Linked DNA regions of Rattus norvegicus: region 2 is linked to region 1. The links are chromatin contacts, called in public Hi-C maps. All regions are on one chromosome and are shown on one strand. Each heading gives the region's core, a stretch centred on a gene start, on an enhancer-like site or on the middle of the called end of the contact. The rest is flanking DNA. Distances are from core to core; before and after follow the strand shown.

Evidence for each region. A called contact is a pair of places that touch in the nucleus more often than the background predicts.
Region 2: a contact with region 1 is called in a Hi-C map of liver, with 4 times the contacts expected there. The contact joins the promoter of Zfp91 here to the promoter of Patl1 in region 1. A contact is called at or near these places in 2 of 12 Hi-C or Micro-C datasets (liver and psoas muscle).

The regions. Positions count from the first base shown.
Region 1 is chr1:218,253,499-218,259,692 of GRCr8, forward strand. It overlaps Patl1 (PAT1 homolog 1, processing body mRNA decay factor), which reads left to right and starts at 2,377. Exons shown (of 19, transcript NM_001108520.2): 1 at 2,377-2,496; 2 at 4,362-4,473. The coding sequence starts at 2,482.
Region 2 is chr1:219,349,055-219,355,248 of GRCr8, forward strand. It overlaps Zfp91 (zinc finger protein 91), which reads right to left and starts at 3,364. Exons shown (of 11, transcript NM_001169120.1): 1 at 2,988-3,364. The coding sequence starts at 3,328. It also overlaps a transcript of Lpxn not described here.

The sequences.
Region 1 (6,194 bases), core at 1,127-3,626:
AAACTGGGTGGATCTATTTGGTTTCCAAACACAATTTTTTTTGTTTGTTTACTATTTATTTCTAAATGACCGGAAAACATGATCTGGTATCACCAAATTTACTCTCTAAATGTGTAGACTAAATTGGACATGGTGGCACGCACCTTTAATCTGAGATTAAACAAATATAGGCAAACATAGGCAGATCTCTGTGTGTTTGAAGTCTACGTGGTGAGTTTCAGGACAGCAAGGGCTAACGGTATATAGAGAGAGTCTGTATCAAGAAACTAGAAATAGAAAAATAAATAAGATTTGACTAAACATTTTCATGCTTCAAGGACAAAAAGTCTTCTTTATAACCTCACAGACCTTTGACAACTCATTATCTTGACAGGATAAAGCACCTGCTAAGAGATTAGTGAGGCACACCTCTGGGTGTCAGAGAAAACTGGATCGTGAGCACTGTGATCGAACGAATAGACTAAAATGATTATAATGACTGATTCAAAATATGAGGACTGTAATTGTAATGCTATTCATTACTGGGAACTCCTGGAAGGTCAGAGGCCTAGTGGAGGAAGTGGAAGCTGGTGTCCCTTGAAAGCTGAATCTTAAATGTCTTCTATATCTCAGTTTTTTTCTTGTCATACAATAAACAAATAGCCTTTGCCACACACTCCCTCCCACTCCATGACTTGCTAGGAACAAGCACGGATTATACCCTCTGAAACCTGAGTCTAAATTAACTTTTTTCCGTTTATATTGTCTGCTCAGGATTTTGGTCACAATACAAAACTAATAAACAGTAGCAAACCAACAAAAGACATTTTGTAAATGCGGGCTGGCAGGCTTACAAAATAAGTCTGACCAGAGTTTGATAGCTCTTGGTCTAAATGGCCTCTTGGTACTTTGATAATCGTAAGAGCCTGTTACCTCACACGAAAGTTTCATAACTCTTGAAAATCAATTACTAGCTTACCTTGCCTTCTCTTTAAGAGTCAAGTGGATTGGGGAGGGAGGCAAAAAAAAAAAAAGAAAGAAAGAAAGAAAGAAAGAAAGAAAGAAAGAAAGAAAGAAAGAAAGAAAGAAAGAGTCAAGTGGATTTGCTCTTAAGTGATCCGATTTAGGAATTCAGACATTTTAGCTACCCAACCCTGCAACACTTTGCAGTGAGAGGCTTAAGGCTATCTACTTAGAGCAGAGAATGTATTCTACTTGGTGAGATAGATATAATTATACCCATTTTATGAAAGAAAACATGAAGGGTCAGATGTTTAGAAAAACATGCCCAGTTTCTCATAGCAGTGGAAAAACTGACATTTCCCAATCCAGAACTTCTATTTTCAAATCCAATGCTTATAGTAAGCTAGTTGATTAACCCAGTCCCGTTAACAGTCATGTGTTAAGGAATTAAAGTGCACCATTCATTCCCAGGTGAGACAAGAGCCAGGGGGTAGTGAGTGACATTGTTCCCCTTTAATCCAACACTCTGAGGCAAAGGCAGGAGGAGCTATGCTGCCTGGTCTACAGAGTGAATAACAAGACAGCCAGTGCTACACAGAGAAACCCTGTTTCAAAAATAAAATAAAAATTAAGACACCCACTCAGACGGACTCACTAGAGGCAATAAAGCACCAAAGCTGCTAGAACCAGGGTGCTGAGGCTTGCAAGCTGAGCAAACTCCTCTGGGCTTGATCCTGAACGGAAATGGTTGTCTACAGCGCACTCAAGCTCACTGACCTTGCTACGGTGACCCCAACCCTAAGGCTGCGCGGCCCGTTAGGGCTCTCCCGCTTCCCAACGGCCTGAAGCGCCTGGCATCTAAAAATATCACTTTAAATAACCCTCTTTAAATGTGCCTTGTCTTTTTCCTGAAAACAGATGCTGTCAACACTTTGGCCTCTATTAATCACAGCCTTGGTCTCCCTGCTGATTCAGCCAGCGACCCGTCCCTTTCCAGAACACTGATTTTCCACACTATTCCCCCTCACAGATCAAGTCCAGGCACCCCGAGAAGGGCACTGGACGTTAGGTGAAACCACCCAAAAATAAAATCCCCGATTTTCTCAGCAGTCGCTTTAGGGTCGCATCCTGTGACATTCACAAGGCTTTTCTCCGCCCAGTCAGTGACGGGAATCTCGTGACTGAAAAGCACAGCGCAAGAGTGCCGCTGGGAGTACGGAGGAGGAGCCGCAAGCTCAGGCTCTCTGGTTCAGCCCCGACGGCCGCGCGTGCGCAGTGTCTTGCCTAGGGATCTCTTTCCCGCCGCTCACACTAGGAAGTCAAACGCCAAATCTGTCCCCGCGCAGCTGCAGCCGCCGAGGCGCCCGCCCAGCCCGAGGCGCGCCTGCGCACGTCCCCACGCACGCTCCGGCGTACGGCGGCGGCCAGGGGTCGCGAGCCGGTGGGAGACCCGCGCGCGCGGAGCAGCCCGGGGAGTCGGCGCTTTTTTTCCCTCCCTCCCCCCACTCCCCTCCCCGCTCCCTTCCCCCTTCCCCAAGAATGTTCCGCTACGAGGTGAGTGGCTGCGACCGGAAATGACCCCTCCCTCGCCCGCGCGCCCCCTTTTTCCTCTGCTGCCCGTCGCGCGGGTCTTGTGCGGCTGAGGAGGGGGCAGGGCGCGGACGGCTGGCGACCTGGCTTCGGCCGCCGGGCTCGGGTGGGGCCCGAAGCGCACCTCGGGGGGCGGGACTGGCTAGAGCCGGCCGCTGGTTTGCGGCTGGGAGAGCCCGTTAAGTGCGGTAACCTGACCCTTTCCTTGCGCCTCCGCTCGTGGAGCTGCCTTGGAGACCTGCATTGCTCCTACTCCGTGGCAAAATCCCCGGGGAATGCCCACGGAAGCGTTTCCCGCCCTGCACCCGGAACCCCTTCACCCGGATTACACACACCCGTGTGTACGCGGGCAGCGGTCAGGTGGAGGGTTAGGAACTGGCCCTTGGGCTGAGACTAAAGTCAGCTTGTAAGGAAGGCTCGGAGTGGGGAGGGGGCGTGTCCCCCAGAAGTTCCTTCTAGGTGAATGGAGGAAAGTGTGGGTTTGGTGACGCCTGGAGAATGTAGCTGTTTGCTGACGGTCATTTACTGCTGTGTGACCTTGAGCAACTCCTAATCTTGGGGCCAAACAGATTCCGGATTTATAGTTTAGGGACTGAGCTAGGAAAATCCTTACTGAGCCATCCTGATTTGGCCCAGTAGATCGTTGTGATATAAAGAGTTGCTAGAAGTTGCTTCTGGTATGGAGGCAGTTGCAGGACTGGCTCTTTAGGGGAGGAAGATTGGGTAGAAAGGCCCTTCAGAGTTCCCAGGTAAGTTATATCACAAGCTGTAACACTACTGTGTGGAATTCCATTTTGGAATCTTTGAACATTGAAAACAATAGAATGCTTGACTTTACATATGTGACTCAACTCACTTTGTGAAAAGATGAAGAGTGATGATGAGATACTGTGAATATAAGTTGCCAGAAGCAAAGAAAACTTGGTAAACTGAATAAATTTGAATTGGGAGAAATGATTGAAATTAGCATATACTTACTAAGCTTGTCTAGTGATCTTTACTCCCTGGAGGCTGAGGCAGGAGAATCAGGAGTGCTAAGCCATCCTGTACCTAGAGAAACAGTAACTAAAACAAAATAAAGTAGAACATACCCAAGATGTTATGGTGAGTCTAGCTAATATTCAGCTTTCTAAAATCTTTGCCTCCTTTGATCTTCACACAGATTTCTTTCATCAAGTTGTGTTTGGCTCAGAATTACAGTTTAAGGGACTGAGATTTAGTACCTAGTATAGAGTGTGAAGACATAGTGGGTCCTCAGAAGTTGTCTGGGAGAGTTGTCTGGGAGCCGGAGCAATGGCTGCTCTCCCACAAACCCTGGGTTCAATTCCCAGCACCCACATGGCAGCTCATAACTTGTAACTACAGTTCCAGGGGACCTAGCACCATCACATATACATGTATGCAGGCAAAACACCAATGCATATAAAATAAAAAGAAATTAAAATGTTTTTTCAAGTTTCCTATTAGGCAACTTTATAAGAGTAGAACAAGAAGTTGTGATTGTTTTTTTAATATTTAATCTGCATTCTGGCTGAAAATGATTGCTTTCTGCTTTCTGGCTAGAGTTTAGTCCTACCGGAAAGAGGAAGAAAGATGGACAGATTTAAAAGCATTGAGAAAACGACATGGATATAGTGAGGACGATGTAATTTTGTTGAAAAGGTTGCATGATAATAAAGTGTTCATTTATAATTACCACTATTTCAGACAGTTATATAAAGAAATTGTGTGTTCATCTACAATAAATCTTAAAAAATCATTTAAAGGGTCCAACTTTAAATGACTACATAAATGTGATGAGAAGTTAATCCTTTTTTTTCTTCCCGTAGTCTTTGGAGGATTGTCCTCTAGATGAAGATGAAGATGCATTTCAGGGCCTGGGAGAAGAAGATGAAGAAATTGATCAATTTAATGATGATACATTTGGATCAGGTGCAGTTGGTAAGTGACATCTTTTATTACTGTCTTCGTTGATCTCATCAAGTACTTTGGTGTTAGGTCAACCTCTAATGTGAGTTTTCTGTGTATGCACAAGTGTAGGTAAGTGTGTGGCATGGCTGTTTTGTGAAGGCCAAAAAAAGACCTCAAGAGCTGGAGCTCACATTCTACCTCGTTAAGACAGGATCTCTCTTGTTTCTTCCACAGTGCTACATATTTCAGACTAGGTGGCCCAACAATTTGGGTCATTCTTGTGTCTCCATCTCCTGTCCCAAAGTAGAAATACTGGGATTACAGATGTTGACCTGTGCATCCAGCTGTGTTCTAGGGATTGAATTCAGATCGTCAGACTTGTACATGAATTGGTTTTATCTACTCAGGTGAGCTGGGTATTCTTCCTGACCCAGTTTTGTTTATATAATATAGCCTTCACTAAGTCATAACAGTTCATCTTCTGTTCTGGTCACCTGGGCCTCTTTGCCTCACCTATAACAGGTATTCTCAATTCTCCATAGCTCTAGGTTGATATTATAAGGAAATAATTGGAAAAGTAAACATTTAAATGAGGTTGAAAGTAATCCTGGATAAAGGACGTATTTGTAAAGAATACAAGGAAAACTAATAGATGTATCGAATATTCTGATCTAGTATGTAAGACATTTTAAAATTCACTTTACCACAGTCAGATAGAGGAAAAACTTGAGTTCTAGGCTAGCTAGACTATATGGGGGAGTGGGGGAGGATCCCAAAAAAGGGAAGAAAAAGCCAGGCAGTGGTATATACGTTTAATCCCAGCATTTGGAAGGCAGAGCTCCCGGACAGCCAAAGCTACACAGAGAAACCCTATCTCATACACCCTCAAAAGTGGGAGGAAGCTCGTAGGCTATCACTAGCATAATAATTTCTACTGTCTCAGTTTTTTCAGTACAGTGGCAACACTATATAAAGTTGGGTGATAAAATATCTTCATAAATTAATAACTTGTCCATAGAACAAGTACAGAGAAAGTAGAATAACAAGATAGTTTATAAAGAACAAGTAGAGTACAGATGAAAACCTGAAATGTAGATATTCCTGCTTCAGCAGTAGCAGTGGAATGCAGTGTTTAGGTTGGGGTGTGTGTAACTATTTGTGATTTTAGGGGGAATTGCCAAAGTTCAGTCTGTACAACAAGTGTTTCAAGTTAAATAATGAAGAAAGCCCAGAAAAATACAGCACTAGTGGGTTATCCCAAGGTGTTCAGTACCAAAAGCCTTTTAAAATCCTAACAGTAGATACTGATTGCAATAATTTAAACAGTTAAGTCTTCAGAGCTCACAGAGTTAAGTGAAGTGGAAAAATTGGAAAGGTTTGTTCTTGTCTCCTGTTTGCAAAAATCAGTAGAAAACCAAAACTGTCCTGAGGGAGAGCAGCAAGAAATGCGCTAACAATGGAAGCAGTGCTCAGTAGAGAGAAGAGTTACGGAATCTTAGAGGATAGCCAGAGTTAGGAAATGAGATTGTTCAGGAGCATGGTACGATCCAAGATGCTGTCTCCATGGAGATAGCAAAGGAAGCTGTGTAGACTAGAATTACAAGCACTGAGAGGTGATACAAATTGCAAATTGTATTTAGAAGGTAGTTTAGCAGTAACCCCTAAAACACAGGAAAAGCTATAAACCGTATATACTTGTGTCTAGATTTCTCTAATAAAATACTGTATAGAATGTTCAGTATTAAAATGCA
Region 2 (6,194 bases), core at 2,114-4,613, 1.1 Mb after region 1:
CTATCTAGATCTTCGTGTATAATGCATCAAGGATTATTAATTAACAATAATAATAATAATTATTGTTAATTTAGCCTTTCTCCTGAATATTTTTCCTGCAATTTTTATTTTCTTGCATTCATATCTGTTCTCAAAAATGTCAAGAGTCAAATTTATGAAAGTATAACTGATTATTCAGCTGTAAAGCTCTTGCCACAAACTCAAAATATCTACAAGAGGAAATAGCTCTAAGATGCTAGTGACTTGCTCATGATGGTCACTAAGCCAATGAACAATACAAGCTGAGACATCAAATTTTCAGCCCGAACATAAAGTTCAAGCTTTTCTCCACTATATAATGTCGTCCATTAATAACACAAATTTTAGTTAATCTAAACCTATGTTTTTGATATTTTAAATGATTTTGTATATTTGGCTATTTCTTTAATTGGAAGAAACAAATACAGGTTAATAGGTCACAGGAACTTTGTAGGTAAAAAAGCAGGGATAGGGAAAGTGGATGAAAAACTAGGGAGGGAAAAGGATCTGAAAAGAACACATTTATTATAATAATTTAATAATTACATTTCTCATCTCCCTTCTAAATGTCATTTTATTTGGAAGAGCTTAATCAAGGTCAGAGTTCAGTACACTGACACCCAAAACTGCATGTCTCAAAGGATAAATAGAATATAAATTTTAAAAGTTCATTGTCCCGCCAGGCATAGATTAGATCCCTAAATAAAGGACAGTGAAACATCCATTACATTAAGACTGCATGCAGAAAAAAATCCAGGTGATCCATATATGCAAAGTCAAGTTGTAAGTTTCCTGTGTTCTTCCCAGTGTCACTGATCTTGAACCAAACTTTGAGTATCAATATTCTGAAATATTGGGTAAATGCCATGCTTTAAGGATGTCAAATAATGTTAGTCTGTTTTTCATCTTTCAAAGATTGAACTTGTTGCTTAATGTACATGTCATACTCTGTTGCAATTAAATGTCCTGCATAGTTTAAAAAAAAATTGTTACAGAACATCTGCAAACCATGTGCACAAGTTTAATTAATGAGTGCTAATCAACGTTTCCTTCCTTACCAACGTCCTTGAAGACAAGGCCAGATCTAATTTAGTGCTGTACTGCCTAGAGGAGTTAACAGTACTAGCCCTAGTTACTTTTCAAACAAGGACTGCAAAGCTAGAATGTATTGAGATCTATCTGATTTGTGGGCTGCTGATAAGTAAAAATGTGCAATAAAAATGATGAAAATTTTAAGAATCTGGTAAAATGGTATAATCTTAAATACATGAACAAGGGATAAATCTGAAGGCAAAATAAAGTAAAGATCATAACTATTGATAGTACTAGATGTGAAGAAACATTAAGATTGCTTTTTCTTCACAAGGACAACTGTGATTAAAAAAATTAATACAAGTAATCATATTCATCCAAGATCAACTGCTTCCACAATTACATTGTAGGCTTCAAGGTCCATTAGTATTTCCTACCATGTAGGAAAAAGCTAAACACCATTCTATGTATAATTTAACTTGATTCTGATGTACTTAAATAATTCTCAAGTGGCAGCTTTATGTAAAATAATATAAAACCACAAAACTTTACAAAACCTACACAAAAATACCACTATAAAGTACTCCTGCCTCTGGCTACCACTCCTCAAAGAACAAGTTGAATTTAGTATTTTAATGTGTAAGACACTGTGTGAAATGGCTGCACAATATATTTAATACGCACAAACTCTGACCATATAGATTATTCGTTGTATTGTATAACTGTGTACAGAGAAGAAACTGAAGGACACATAGGTTAAAGATTTTCCCTAAGGAATTTATGCCCAAGTAAGAATAATGATTTACATATTTTCAAATTTGTGAGATTAAGTACATTAAGATTTTTCTAAAAATGTACATACAGCAGTTACAATTTTCAATTCGGCTTAAAACTTTGTAAGGAGACTTTTACTTTTCATAGAACTATAGTTCCTAAGTTTTCTTATAGAAGTTAACTTTGTTAACTTAAATCACATTCAAAACCGGGGAAAAGACTCTAGTAGCAAAATATGATACATTTGGCTTTTATTCCTGAGGCTTCTTATGCAACTGTTCCAAGTCACAGATTTAATTCTGGAGCAAGCTTGTTTCTAAGCTTTAAAAATTTCCTAGGTCTAAGGTAAGCCAAGCTCTTGCACTCTTTCTTCTGGGAGGTTACAGGTTATCTGAAACCGAAGTCCCTGTTTTTATTTTCTTTTCTCCACTTGTAAATCAAATGACATAATATTCGCAACAGTGAATAGCTAATTTGATTAAAACGTCTGACTTAGAAACTCATGAACTTAACTATTCTTAAGTATTACTCTAATGAGCAATTAAAAATATTTACGCTCCTGGCCATCTGTTAAGGGCCTCTAATTAGTTCAAAGTAATAATTCATATCAATGTAATTTTAAGAGTAAGTACCTACGTTAAAATATACTCATAAAGAAAAAGTTCACACACTCGTACAAAGAACTATACATGTAGTTAATATACTTGTATTTGGCACAGCCGTGTTTCCACCATGACCATACAAATGAACCTGACCACTTAGAAGGGCGAGAAAGGCTACCTTGTAAGTGGCTCAAAGGTAAGTTAATAACAAGTAAAAACACTCTTCAGGGCTAGTAATGGTGCGGCTGATTTCCTAACGGGTATGAGAGGTAACACTGGAAGCGATAGGTTGACAAAGGGGGCGCAGAAGCCAGAGTGAGGACTGAGTAGGCGGGAGGCAGAGGGCGTGCAGCCTGCACAGGGCTACTTCGGGCGTGGGCTGGCGGCCACAGGCTGCGAAGCAGCGGGAGCCTGGCCGCCAGCGCCGTGACATCTGGCGTGCAGAGCCGGCAGGGGGCAGAGCAAGCAGGGTGTCACGTGGAGCGAGCGCTACGGGAGCCGGGAGGGTAGTGTAAGAACTAGAGGGGGGTCTTCCCCAACGCTTCAAAGACTGTTACTCACTGGAGTCGCGGACTCTTCTTGCCCTGAGCAGGAGACGGGGGCTTCGCGGCCGCGGGCTGATGCCCGTGGCCGTCGGGAGGCCTGTTGCTGGGGCTGCTCCTCCGCCGGCGGGGATACTCGGCCTTTCTCCGGCGGGACACAGCGGCGGCGGCGGCGGCCGCAGCGGTCCGGCCGCGATCCCGACCTCCTCTCAGCACGCGGCTGCTCGCAGTCTCTGCAGGCTTCGCCGCCGCCGCCACGCCGGACCGGAGCTCGTCCGAAGCCGCGTCGGCCGCCGCTGCCGGGCCCCCTTCCTGGTCCTGCTGCTCCGGGGATCGCGGCTCCTCCGTCTCCCCCGGCATCGGGGCTCGTCCGTCCCCCACCCCTGCGTCCCAGGCGGTGGAGGCGGCGGCGCCCCCGGCGCAGCTCCCCCCGCCCCCCTCGGCTCCCGGAGCGTCCGGCTCCCTCACTCCGGAGCGCCTCTCTCCCCCCGCCCCTCCGCCCGTTCCGAGGGCGCCCCCCCACCCGCCCCCTGCCACTCAAGCTCGCGACCGCCGGCGGCGCGCACGCGCGCACCCGTACAGACACGCAGCGAGCCAATCGGGGAGAAGGATCGGCTCCCCGGCCCAGCCCCTCGTGTTCTCACACGCAGCAGCGCACTCGGTGCCCTCCCCCACCCCTTCCTTCAACCAATCAGGAAACGGCTCTGAGGGAGAGCGCGAGGTTTCCTTCCCCGCGCGCCCGTTCTCACCGTTAAACGGCTGCGTCTCGCGACAATCCCAAAGTGACCTTTTTATCCCCCCCCACCTCTGGAGTTCAGATCAAGCTAGGGGCGGTGGGAGGGACAGGGCTGACGAGGGCGGTGGCGAGGACAAAACGCACCTTTCCCAGCCTCGCGCGCAACCCCCTGCCGGCTGCGCGCGCACCTGCCTCCCGGAGGCACCGCTGTTCCCTCAAGGGTTCTTACTAGCCTAAGAAGTAGCCTGGACGTTATCCCGCCTCCACTCGGACCCCCACCTTCCTGCTCTGGCTTTTCTGTCCCCAGCGCCGCCAGCTCTTGAGGGGAGAAGTGGTAAATTATTTGCGTTGCAGCTTCTCCTTTAAGAAAAAAAGGCCCTGTCCGTTGCCGGATGAAAGTCCCCAAAAATGGCGGCGATAGGATAGAGGCGGGGTTGAGGAGACTGCGCGGGATAGTTTTGAGGCGCATGCGCAAGGCCAACTTCGCTAAGGGCATTCTGGGGGACGTAGTCCTTTTTAGTCTGTGTTTCTAGGGAAATTATGGGAAACTAGAGGCAGAAGGAAGGCTGGGAGCTTTTCCCGGTCCGAGTTTACGGTTCGGCGAGGCATTGCTTCCGGGTTAGGCCGGGACGCCTGCGTAGATCTGGCACAAATATTGAGCCAATTATAGGTTAGGGGTGCTTGGGAGAGAATTCTGCTTCTACTGTTAATCTTTTTGTGTAAGTGCTCTGAAGTGCCCTTGTCATAGTCTTTACTTACTTCGGTTTGTTCATTTGAGGCTTCTACGACCTGCTACGTTCGTTTTCATTCCTCCATCTTGTGTTGAGCCTTTCACTCGTTAGGTCCTGGAGATCATGGACTCGTTATGCCTCTGTGAATTCAATTTTAATAAAACATGTAGGACTGATTGTAAAGTGGTTTCCTAGTAGGAATAAGGCGTCTTGGAATTGGCGTTGACTGTGGTCCCTGAGATGAAGCTGGAGAGGCGATTAGCGTGACTCCCAGTGATTTTTGTGGAGAAGCTAGCGGTCCGTCACGTTCTCCGCCCAGAGGCTGCATGCCTTTGCGGTTTGTAGATGTTTCTGCAGCACAGGAAGCACAGTCATAATAGCAGCTCTGTCTAGCGTTTGCAGCTAAGTACCTTCCTGATGAGTAAAGGGGGCTTTCCAATTGTTCAAACCGCAGCTGGTGGTAATGCAGACTCTTGTGGTTTTTTTCCCTCTTAACACGTTTGTAGGCATTTCTTAACCTTTGTTTGCATTCTTTAGTTTGCTTTTTACGCGTTGTAATCAGGAAACAACTTTCAAGGAGACTCCTTACTCTTCGAAGATGGAAACGTCTTAAGTTAAATGCTACAAAGGAGGATGGGTAGATGCAAAGTTTGGAAATCTAATTTTGAATTTTACATTAGCCATTAAATTTTAGTTCATTTTTCTTTTCTTTCTCTCTCTCTCTCTCTCTCTCTCTCTCTTCTTTCTTTCTTTTACCTCTCAGAATCTGATTCATTTGCCACACACATAAGGCAAATGCTTTATAGTCTTTACTGAGTTTTGCACTTTCAAAGGATTAGTGTCCTTTTCAGTTGTAAAAACCGACAGTGTCAATAGGAATAATTTTTTGCAGTTCTTTGCAATGAGCACGTTTGGAACAGCACTGACATCCAATGGCTGCTTACAGTAATACAAAAAACTAGCCTCTTAAAAAAGGTCTTAGTAAAACGAATGACTTGTTCCTTTTAAAAGATGGTCACTGCACTTCAGAAGCAAGATTACATATTAAAGTAAACTGATTTTGTATTAAGTAACAAAACTCTCTCTTTATCCTGTCCTTTTAGCCAGTTACTACTCCCTGTGCCTGTTTATATACTGGTAAACACCTGGACAAAACCCATTTCACAGGTCATAATTATATAGTGTAGATTTTTACATACTGCCTTCTGTAGGTGGGCCTGTTGTAAATGTGTTTTTCCTTTTGAGATGAACAAAGGCACAATAAGATTAAAAAAGCCGACCTTTCTCACCTTTCTGGAGAAACTGTTACAAGGCATTGTATTTCAAATTCTGGAGGCTTAATACCTAGAATCTTAAATCTTCTGAATTGATTCTTCCTTTTCCTATAAATGTTTGCATTTTGGATAACTGGACCAGAGAATTCAAACATGAACCTACTTTTATTCAACTTTAAAGAATTTATAATTTGGGCCAGTGAGATTGCTTAGCAGATAAAGTCACGTTGCTAATAAAAAGTCTGAAGAGTTTGATCTGTGGGACCCAGGTGGTTGAAGGAGAGAGTTGACTTTACTCTTACAACTCGAGAATGCCTATACATTCACCCACACAATTTTTAAAAGGTTTGCTTTTAAAAATCACAGTTTGGGAAATGAAGTGAGCTTGATTTCTAAGTAAGTACAGATAGTGAAATGAAGTTGATGCTATTTAGGCAGAAATTTTAAGAAAGGAGCCTATGGTCCACTAGTTTTACAGAAAAAGG